Regions from separate parts of the Mus musculus genome. Here region 1 is linked to region 2. The links are chromatin contacts, called in public promoter capture Hi-C maps. All regions are on one chromosome and are shown on one strand. The core of a region is the stretch at or near the end of the contact, and the rest is flanking DNA. Distances in the headings are between cores, read along the strand shown. Region 1 holds the start of Zfp114 (zinc finger protein 114). Region 2 holds the start of Tescl (tescalcin-like).

Region 1 (4,950 bases), core at 1,777-4,276, 160 kb after region 2:
TCTGGCCTCTGTGGGCATCATGAGTGAATGTGGCACAGACACACATGCTGACAAAACACTCACGTGCACATAAAATACAAAATAAGTAACCCTAAAAGGGAAGCAGTGGCGTGCAACAGACACACGGGTGTGAACTCTGACATCACCAAGGACACAGGGCCCCGTCCTCACCCACTGCCAGGAGGTTCCTGAAGTTCTCCAGCATCACATCGTGGTACAGCTTCCTCTGAGCAGCGTCCAGCAGCCCCAGCTCCTCCTCGCTGAAGACCACGGCCACGTCCCTGAATGTCACTGCCTCCTGTGACGGCAAGCACATTCCATGTTTCAGAAAAACTGCTATTTTTAATCAATTGTCAAAGTACCCAATATTTTTAAAAGTGTCCAGTTTAGGCCAGAGAATAGAGAACCAGGAATAATTACTGCCTGCCAATTAACTGGGGATATAGTCACTGTTATTAGCAAAACACACATTAACTCCTTGGAGTTGATGGTTCCAGGTAGCTGGAGAGCTTGGCTGAACACCATGTAAAATACCCCTGTGCATTTGTATTCATGTTGCCGTTTCTTGAACCATGGTTCCTGGGTGCTCAGCGGTGTCTAATAAATGTGCTGAGTTTCAGGGTTGCTGGTGTGTCTCCATCAGAGCACATGGCTTTTGCTCTCAGCTTGTCTGTACACATGTCTGTGTGTCTGTCCTTTCTTCGTCTCTTCATCGATTGAGTTGGATCAACCACAGAAGCCGTGCACTTGGTGGCAGCCGTACACTTTCCCTGGTTGTTCAGGAAATGAATGCTCAGGACGTCCCGTGCAGGAAGTGAGGGTGGCTAGAGGTCTGTGTGCATGTGTGTATACATGTGTGCATACATGTCAGTGTACTTAAGTACATGAGGGTGCACATGAATGTACAGGATGAAGGAGAACCCCTGGTGCTGGCAACCTTTCTTTTTGTTGTTTTTGAATCATCAGGGTCTTTCCGCGCCTTAGAACTTGCCAAATAGGCTAGGATGGATGCTAATGAGCACCAGGGAGCTGCCTGTCTCCACAGAGTCCCAGAAACAGGAGACCTGCTTCAGTGAGGTGGAAGAACAAAGCCCAAGTTTGAAAACATGTCTTCTGATGTCTACATACATGCTTTTGCATGTCCACAACCAACATCCTCACACAATAATAATAATACAAAAATTTAAAATGATCAAAATTCATGAACCACACCAATAGGGAGAATTTATATGTATTTGTAAGATAAAATTAGGTGAGCAGTGGAAAACGATGTCACTTTTAAAATGTAGGAAAACTTAAAAGACTTTTTTTAATGTATGTGCATGCCCTGTGTGTACATGTGTGTAGGTGCCCTGAGAGACCAGAAGAGGGCGCTGGACACCCTGGAATTGGAGTTACAGGCAGTTGTAAGTATCAGGTGTGGGTGCTGGGAACTGAGCCAGTGCCCTTAACTACTGAGCCATCTCTCCAGCCCACTTTTTTGAATTCTTTTTAGTCATCCTTTTACACTTTCCTGTGTGCACTGCACTTTGAGCACATGTTCCCACTGTCCTCTTTTTTTGTTTTTGTTTTTGTTTCGAGACAGGGTTTCTCTGTGCAGTCTTGGCTGTCCTGGAACTCACTTTGTAGACCAGGCTGGCCTCGAACTCAGAAATCCTCCTGCCTCTGCCTCCCAAGTGCTGGGATTAAAGGCGTGTGCCAACATGCCAGGCTCCCACCGTCCTCTCTTATCTCTCCTCCTTCCAGTCCTTTCTTCTCAGCAACTTCCCCTCTTCCTTCATGCAGTTCAGAGAGGCTCAGCTGTAGAGCACTTGCCCAGCATGCAGGGATCCTGTTTCCAATCCCTAGCACTGTGGGCATGGGGGAAGCAACCCGACTTACCTGTAACTTGGTCATTGTTCTCTTCTCTTTGAGACAAGGCAGGGCTCTGGGAAGCAAGCTGGGGGAGGAGGGGCTTCATGAGAACACTGCTAGGACAGTTGGGCCACATGGCTTCCTCAGCTTCTCCATCAGTCCTAAGGGCTGTGTGCGCTGGCCAGGCTTTTCTTTCTAGTTTCTACTCATAGGTAGTGCCATGCCTCACCTTGCTCACAGCTGGGGCTTAGAAAAGGCCACATTCTCTATTTCTGGGTGCTGGGCACTATTGCCTTCACAAATCTGGCTGTGTTAGTGGGCTTCCCAGAAAAACAAATCTTTAAGAAGCTCTGAACTCTGACGAATACTGCGTCATGATTGATCACTGCTCTCGGAAGGGTCTGTTAATGTGACAGCTCTTACACACAATTGTTTCCATACATAGGAATGATAGTCCTCCGCTCTGTCTCTCACACTAAAAGGTTTAAATACTAGTAAATTAAATGCTGTTCATCTGCACGAGCCCCCCACAAAGTCTCTGTTTCCATGTGCATGCAAATAATGAGATATAAAAACCCTCTCTAAGGAAAAGGGAGTTTGTCCCTGGGAAATGGCTCATCAGATAATGGTGACTACAGACGAGGGAGACCACCTGAGTTTCAGTCTCTGAACCCCGCATGGTGGAAGGAGAGACCGGACTCCCACAAGGTATTTCCTGATCTCCTTCATACACAAGCTGTGGCACGTCCCACTAAGGAAATAAGTAAGTAAATTAAAAAATGCAAAAAAAAAATCGCATAAAAACCAGTTGCAAACCACTTAAGGCTTCAGGCCACCTCTCATCACAACTCCTCCCCCATGCTCCCTTGGGATGCTAGATTCTTCCCTCGGACTCCTCCTTCCCCTCCGGAAGCAGGGGAAGTAGGACCAGGTAGCACCGCTTGGGGCTGAGCCCAGCAAGAGGGGACTCAGACACTGCCGCCGCCATCGCCATCGGTGCCCCAGTTCTCCCTGTCCGTGGACTTGTTTCTCCAAGGGACACACCGTTAGCACGAGCACACACGAAGGGCCGCAGGACGCTCCAAGTTTTCACATCTCCAGAAGCACTACCAGCCCGCCTCCGCTTGCAGAAGAGTCTGACCGCCTGGAGTGGGAACTACAATTCCCAGAATGCTTCAGTAGAAGCGCCAAACTATAGTGCCCTTCTGTAATGACATTCCCCAGCTCTCTAAAACCATCAATAAGTTCCAAGCTGTTTTAACTACAGTGGGCCCCCGGAAATCTTTTTTTTTTTTTTTTTTTTTTTTTGGTGGAGCGGGAGAGGAGGAGGAAGGGGGAGCTTGCTCTCCTGGGTTGCTTTTCGATTTATTCATTTCTGAAATGCCACTGTCAGGGCCTGTTGTTTGCCGTTGTTTGTAGACTCAAATAGTATGCAAAAGCAAAGAGTGTTTTATTCAGCAGAAGACCAGCGGGGATCCCTCATTCCAAAAAGGAGAGAACCCAAAGTGTGATTGTAAGCCCAATTTGAAGCACATTAGGGGAGTTCCAGGATAGGTGCGCTTTGTCTTACTTCACCTTTAGGTATTCTAGAACCATTACCAGGGCGTGGAGGGCCCGAAACTATTGCTGAGGAATCCTAGGATAAGTGGGCTTTGTCTTACTCTATCTCCACGGAAATTCCAGAACCATTACTGAGACATGGGGCTGGAAACTGTTGCTGACCCATCGTCCTAGATTCAGGCTATGTGGCTGGGCACCTTCTAGTTTCTGACTAGCTGCCTGACTTGTTTGTTTGTTTGTTTGTTTGTTTGTTTGTTTGTTTTTCTAACTTGCATGGGCTTTCCTGAACTTGCCCAGTTCTTAGGCCTAGTCTCTTGAATACTGATTTGAAACCTATCATGGAGCCATCACGAAAGACAAATATGGATATTTTGTTATTGTTGTTTTGATTCCCCTACCCCCACCCCTCCCCGGAGACACAACATCTCTCTGTATGTAGACTTGACTGTTCTGGAACTCCCCACCCCCTCCCGTAAACAATGGTGGCCTCTAAGGCATAGATCAGCCTGCCTCTGCCTCCCTAGTGTTGGGCTGAAAAGTGTGGGCCATCACACACTGCTATTGATACTTTTGAAAAACAATGAAGTCCCATATTATATTTCTATATAAACGTTAAAACTTCAACTGTGAAGCTATAGGAGCCTGATCTGGCAGCAGAGTTAGAGCCCCTTCATAGATTCCCTCTGTAAGGCATTGGGGAAAGGCTCAGTGGTAGAGCCCTGCCTAAAATCTTCTAGTGAGGGGTTGGGATCATAACTTGATGGTAGAACCCCCTGCCTAGAATCCCCCAGTGAAGGGCTGGGGGTGTAGCTCAGTGGTAGAGCCCCTGTCTAGAATCCCCCAGTGAGGAGCTGGGGGCGTGGCTCAGTGGTAGAGCCCCTGCCTAGAATCCCCCAGTGAGGGACTGGGGGTGTGGCTCAGTGGCAGAGCCTCTGCCTAGAATCCCCCAGTGAGGGGCTAGGGGTATGACCTGGTAGTAGAACATGGACGATCTGGGTCACTATTCTATTGCTGTGAAGAAACACCATGACCAAGGCAACTCTGACAAAAGGAAGCATGTAACTTGGGTCTGGCTTATACTTTCAGAGCTTTAGTCCATTATCCTGTCAGGAGCATAACAGCAGGCTGGCAATGGTGCTGAAGAAGTGGCTGAGACTTATATATTGATCCATACGCAGAAGGCAAGAAAAAGAGACATTAGGCCTAAGACCCTATATCCTCATCCGCCAAATCTTTTAAAAGAGTTCCACTCGCAGGTGCCTAAGCATTTAAATATATGAGCTTATGGAGGCTTTCTCACTCAATCCACAACCTGCCTAGAATCCCCCAGTGAGGGGCTGGGGTCATGGCTTGGTGGTAGAGCCCCTGCCTAGAATCCCCCAGTGTGTGTGTGTGTGTGTGTGTGTGTGTGTGTGTGTGTGTGTGTGTGTGTGTGTGTGTCTCAGTGGTAGTACTGACACCTGACATGGCACCCTGTGTTTGTGCCATAATTCTTCCTCATCCAAACACACACCCATTAATTGGGAACAAAGGGTA
Region 2 (5,345 bases), core at 1,864-4,363:
GTAGTTCAGCGGTTAAGAGCACGGGCTGCTCTTCCAGAGGACCTGAGTTCAATTCTCAGCATCCACATGGCATCTCACAACTGTCTGTAACTCCAGTTCAATGGATCTAATGCCTTCTTCTGACCTCTGTGGGTACCAGGCATGCATGTACATAGACACACACACAAGCAGAACACAGGTACACATAAAAAAATAAATTCATAGCTAGTTTTTAAAACCAGTATAAAATACCAAAGACTAGAGAGGTGGCTCCATGGTTAGAGCACGGGCTGCTCTTCTAGAGGACCTGAGTTTGGTTCCCAGCCCCCACATCACAATCGCCTGTACCTCCAGCTTCAGAGGAACCTAAACCTTCTTCAGGCATCTTTGGAAACTGTACTTGTAACACACACAGACACAACCCCTTAAGTAAAAGGAAGGAATACAGCAGTTGGGTATGGCTGTGCGCACACCTTTAATCCCAGCACTGGGGAGGCAGAAGTGGGTGGATCTCTGTGGGTTCAAGGCCAGCCTGGTCTACAGAGCTAGTCCCAGGACAGCTAGGGCTACCCTGTCTCAAAAAGAATCTTTTTTTTTCTTTCTTTCTTTCCTTTTTTTTTTTTTCCAAGACAGGGTTTCTCTGTGTAGCCCTGGCTGTCCTGGAACTCACTCTGTAGACCAGGCTGGCCTTGAACTCAGAAATCCACCTGCCTCTGCCTCCCAAGTGCTGGGATTAAAGGCATGTGCCACCACTGCCCGGTTTAAAAAAGAATCTTAAAACAAGAAATATCAAATAAAGTTCATGTTAGGTACCATTAGGAACTTGAGGGAGGATCCCCTGTGTCTGGTGAGAAAGCATGAAGAAGGCAGGATCTTTTTGGACAACTTAGGAAAGAGGCCTTTAGTTGCTAAAAGCTGAATCCTTTTGAAGTGGAAGCAGAAAGCCAGCTTTCTCCGTGTAATACACAAGACACTTTGTCGCCACCTGCTGGCCACAATAAATCTTAAACCACACTTCCAGATTAGCGGGATTAGTGAAGGACTAATGACAGCGTCTCATGAGCCCAAACTGGTCTTGAAAACACTAGGTAGCTAAGAATGGCTTTGCACTCATAATTCTTTCTACCCTGGATTACAGGCATGCACCACCATGCACAGTTTCTGGGGTGCTGGGGTTCAAACCGAGGGCTTTGTGCTAGGCAGGCACTCTCCCAGCTGGTAGATGTGGTAGATGTGTAGTATGCTAATTAGAGGAGAGGAGAGTTCAGGACCATATGAAGAGATGATGGGACTGGGGGGGGGGGTGTGTCAGGAGATTCTGACCTAGGAGCCAGGGAGACCCCAGCTGTGTTCTGCAGTCAGTCTGCTTTTATGCCCTCCCTCCCACTCTCTGCACCTATCCTGTCCTTTCACTATATAGACAAGGACAGATGCCACCGCTTTCTCAGGTCCCTACCATCTCACTTCCTAGGCAGAGAGCTGAAGTGAGCTCCAGGAACAGCCCAGGACCCGAATGACTACAGTGTGACTCCCTAGGGAGTCTATTTGTGTTCACTCCAATGGAGAATACCACAAAAGAACCAAAAAAAAAAAAAACAAAACAAAAACAAAAACAAAAACAAAAAAAACAACAAAAACAAAAACAAAAAACAAAAAACAAAAAAAACCACTGAAGGAACTTATTGAAATTATCGGAGTATGCCTGAGGATTCACTTGAGCAGCGAGGGTGATGACTGGCAAGAGATGCATCCCTGGAGTTTCCTCTCAGGTCGACCTGCTGCCCACTCTGCTTCCACTGTGTATGGAGCAGGAGGGAGAGGGTTGCTGTGCTCCTATGCATCCAATGCTCCTCCCATCTACCGACAAGAGAATGATAGTAGCCGTGCCTTGTGAGAGTCTCCTGCAGGTCATCACAGCTTCTCTGATTCCCAGACATGGACGGCCACATCCTGCCTGGAAGGCAGAGTTCCGAATGGGAGTCATGCACTGTCATTGTCGTTTGGGTCCTAGTTCGAGAGCCTGCTGATGGGGTATGATATGGAAGGAAGTGTAAGCAGAGTAAACTCTCCCTTCCCATGTAGGGGTCTGTATAGTAGAGCCTTTGTGTGTGGCTTTGAGTGGATGTATAGTAAAGCCTTTGTGTCTGGGTTTGAGTGAACTGTTTAGCAAAGCCATTGCTATGTTTGGATTAGTGAGTAGAGGCTGAGAAATTGTTTTGTGACTATTTGAACCCTGAAGAGATGTCTCCCTGGAAAGTCTGTACTTGGCATGACATGAGAGCTTGCAGCTGCACAACCTTGGTCCTAAGACACTCCTGGGCAAACATGGAGTTCTTACTTGTGATTATGGCTAGCCATGGTGAAACGGGACTGAGATTTGTGTGGGATGTCTGCTCTCAAGGGCAGCAAGAGTAAGTTAACTTTGGTAGCTGAAACCCTTCCCAGCTCCAATTAACCTTGTATGATGTTTGAATAAAGTAACTGGAGTGAGCTAGCTGTGTGTCAGTCTTTTCCAAGAAGGCTGAACTCCTCTGTTCCTTTAGGAAATGAAGGCTTGGCATCTTGGTGAGCTTCTCTGAGCTCTCCCCTCCCCTCCCCTCCCCTCCCCTCCTTCCTTCTCCTCTCCCCTCCTCTACTCTCCCCTCCTATCCTCTCTCCTCTCCTCCCCTCCCCTCCCCTCCCCTCCCCTCCCCTCCCCTCTCCATCCTTCCCTTGAATGACTTGGAACTCAACTGTGCAGATCATGTTGTGCTCAAACTCACAGAGATTCTCCTGCCCCTACCTCCTGAATGTTGGCATCACTGGCCATTTTAGCATCTTTTGTAAGACAAAGACACGTATCTTTGGTTGTCCTAGGAAAACCAAAGCGTGCTCTCTCTTTTCATATATATAAAATTATATAATGTATAAAATATATAATAAACATATGACACATAATAGATGTAACATGTAACATAATATATAATATGCAATCTATAATACGCAATGCGTAATATACAACACATATATAATATTTATTTCAATATGCTTCATTTCACTGAATTTGGAGAGGAAAGAGCCTTCGGGGATTGTGACGGACCTGCCCTAACAGAGGTTGCTTTGATGACCTAATAAATCAGAACGGCAGCAAGGTGAGACCGACCAGGAAGCCCGAACCCTTCCACTGAGCGCCTGAGGTCGTTCCGAGCACACGGGGCACCATGGGCGCCTCCCTTTCGTCCAAGGAGGAGTGGGAGCGCGAGAGCAGGACCGACTTATGGTGGGCGCACATCCAGGAGGTGTTGAACAAGTGCGACTTCAGCTGGGAGCAGATCAAGCAGCTGCACCAGAGGTTCAGGCTGCTGAGCGGGGACCAGCCCACCCTACAGCCAGAGAGCTTCGACAACATCCTGGACTTGGAGTTCAATCCGATCCGCTCCAGGATCGTCCGCGCCTTCTTCGACAACCGGAACCTGGGCAAAGGGACCAGCGGTCTGGCGGAGGAGATCACCTTCCAGGACTTCCTGACCATCATCTCCTACTTCCGGCCGCTGCGGCCCAGTCTCAACAAAGAGGAGGCGGAGCAGAACCGCAAGGACAAGATGCGGTTCCTCTTCAACATGTACGACCAGGACGGCGATGGGATCATTACCCTGCAGGAGTACCGCCGGGTGGTGGAGAGCCTGCTGTCGGCGCACCCGCAAGTGGAGAGAGACACTGTGCGCTCCGTCGCCAATGCCATCGCCCAGGGCGCCTTGAAGGAGGCGGCCAGGGCGTCGGACCAGCCGCTGATGGCGGGCCAGCAGTATGAGGGCATCACCTTCGAGGACTTCGTCAAGACCTGGAAGAGCCTCGAATTGGAGGTGAAGATGCAAGTCAGCTTCCTGAATCTAGAAGCCACGGTCTTATGCCAGTGACCGGCGGGCTGCCACACCCACACTGGAGAAGCTGCCCCTTGAATCCGGCAGACTCTTGCAGCAGCTACAGGGTACATGGGACTTGATGGATTTCATCTCAAAGAATAAAGATGATCAAAAGAGATGAGCGGGGCGTGGCTGTGCTTGCCTTGAATCCCAGCACTCAGGAGGCAGAGGCAGGCAGGCAGATCTCTGTGAGTTTGAGGCCAGCCTGGTCTATTGAGTGAGTTTCTGGCAGGCCAGAGCTCACACAGTGAGACTCTGTGTCAAAAAAATAGAATGAATAGAACATAAATGTACCAATGGCCAGTAAACACGAAAATCGTAAGCATCCTTTGCCCATCTATCTCATGCAAGGCGCAATGGCTATCAATAAAATAAATGGTGGGTAGGATGCAGGGGCGCGAGGGAAGGAAATATGTACACACGATGACTGGTAGGGATGTAAATTCGTTCAGCTTCTATGGAGTCAATATAGAGAGGTTTCTGGAAAGCCTAGAACTAGAACCATCATATGACCCTGTGGGAAGCCGCCCTCACACTCGCCGTTACAAGATGGCGCTGACATCCTGTGTTCTAAGTGGTAAACAAATAATCTGCGCATGTGCCAAGGGTAGTTCTCCACTCCATGTGCTCTGCCTTCACCGAGTCGACAACTCGGCCGATGGGCTGCAGCCAATCAGGGAGTGACACGTCCTAGGCGGAGGATAATTCTCCTTAAAGGGGATGGGGTTTCGCCATTCTCTCTCTTGCTCTGGCTCTTGCTCTCTTGCTCCTAAAGATGTAAGCAATAGAGCTCTTGCTCTCTTGCGCTCTGGCTCCTGAAGATGTAAGCAATAGAGCTCTTGCTCTCTTGCTCTCTGGCTCCTGAAGATGTAAGCAATAAAGCTTTTGCCGCAGAAGATTCCGGTTTGTTGTGTTCTTCCTGGCCGGTCGTGAGAACGCGTGTAAGATGACCCAGCTATGGATGTACACCCAGAGGACCACGTAGATGCCAAACATCTGCACAGAGTGCAGCATCACTCAGTATTGCCACCTTACAGAACGAGCCCAAGTGTCCCTCTGCAGACGAATGAATGGTTAAAATGTGGTATATATGGGGTCGATTTTATCCATCCATGAAAACAAGAAACAAGCCAGAAACGGAAACACTACTCATTTGTGGATCCTAGAGTTTTATATAGATAACATGAAGTCATAGGATGTAAAATCGCCAAGTAGCCTGGGGAATGAACAGGGAGGAAAGGGGGTGGAGTCACTGTGGTCAGAGTACAGAGCACAGGTGTATGAAATTGTCTCTCGTAACTCATCACTGTGTGCATCAGACAGACCCCGGTGAAGAGAGTACCAGGGCATGCTGTGAGCATGCCATTAGGCTTAATGTCTTCTTGCTTGGTGAAAGAGCAGATTTGAGCAGTTAAAACTAGCTCGTTACAAGTAAAAGTTTGTCAAACCTAGCTGTATCCTCGT

Evidence for each region. Capture Hi-C pulls out chosen DNA fragments and counts their contacts.
Region 1: a contact with region 2 is called in a promoter capture Hi-C map of adipose tissue. The contact joins the promoter of Zfp114 here to the promoter of Tescl in region 2. A contact is called at or near these places in 5 of 39 promoter capture datasets (cranial neural crest, embryonic stem cells, second pharyngeal arch cranial neural crest and 1 more) and 3 of 9 other capture datasets (adipose tissue, liver and pancreatic islet).

Annotation. Positions count from the first base shown.
Region 1 is chr7:24,173,098-24,178,047 of GRCm38.p6, reverse strand. It overlaps Zfp114 (zinc finger protein 114), which reads right to left and starts at 3,026. Exons shown (of 4, transcript NM_001029933.3): 1 at 2,899-3,026; 2 at 1,882-1,939; 3 at 172-298. The coding sequence starts at 1,896.
Region 2 is chr7:24,331,733-24,337,077 of GRCm38.p6, reverse strand. It overlaps Tescl (tescalcin-like), which reads left to right and starts at 3,113. Exons shown (of 1, transcript NM_001163810.1): 1 at 3,113-3,998. The coding sequence starts at 3,180. The coding sequence ends at 3,875.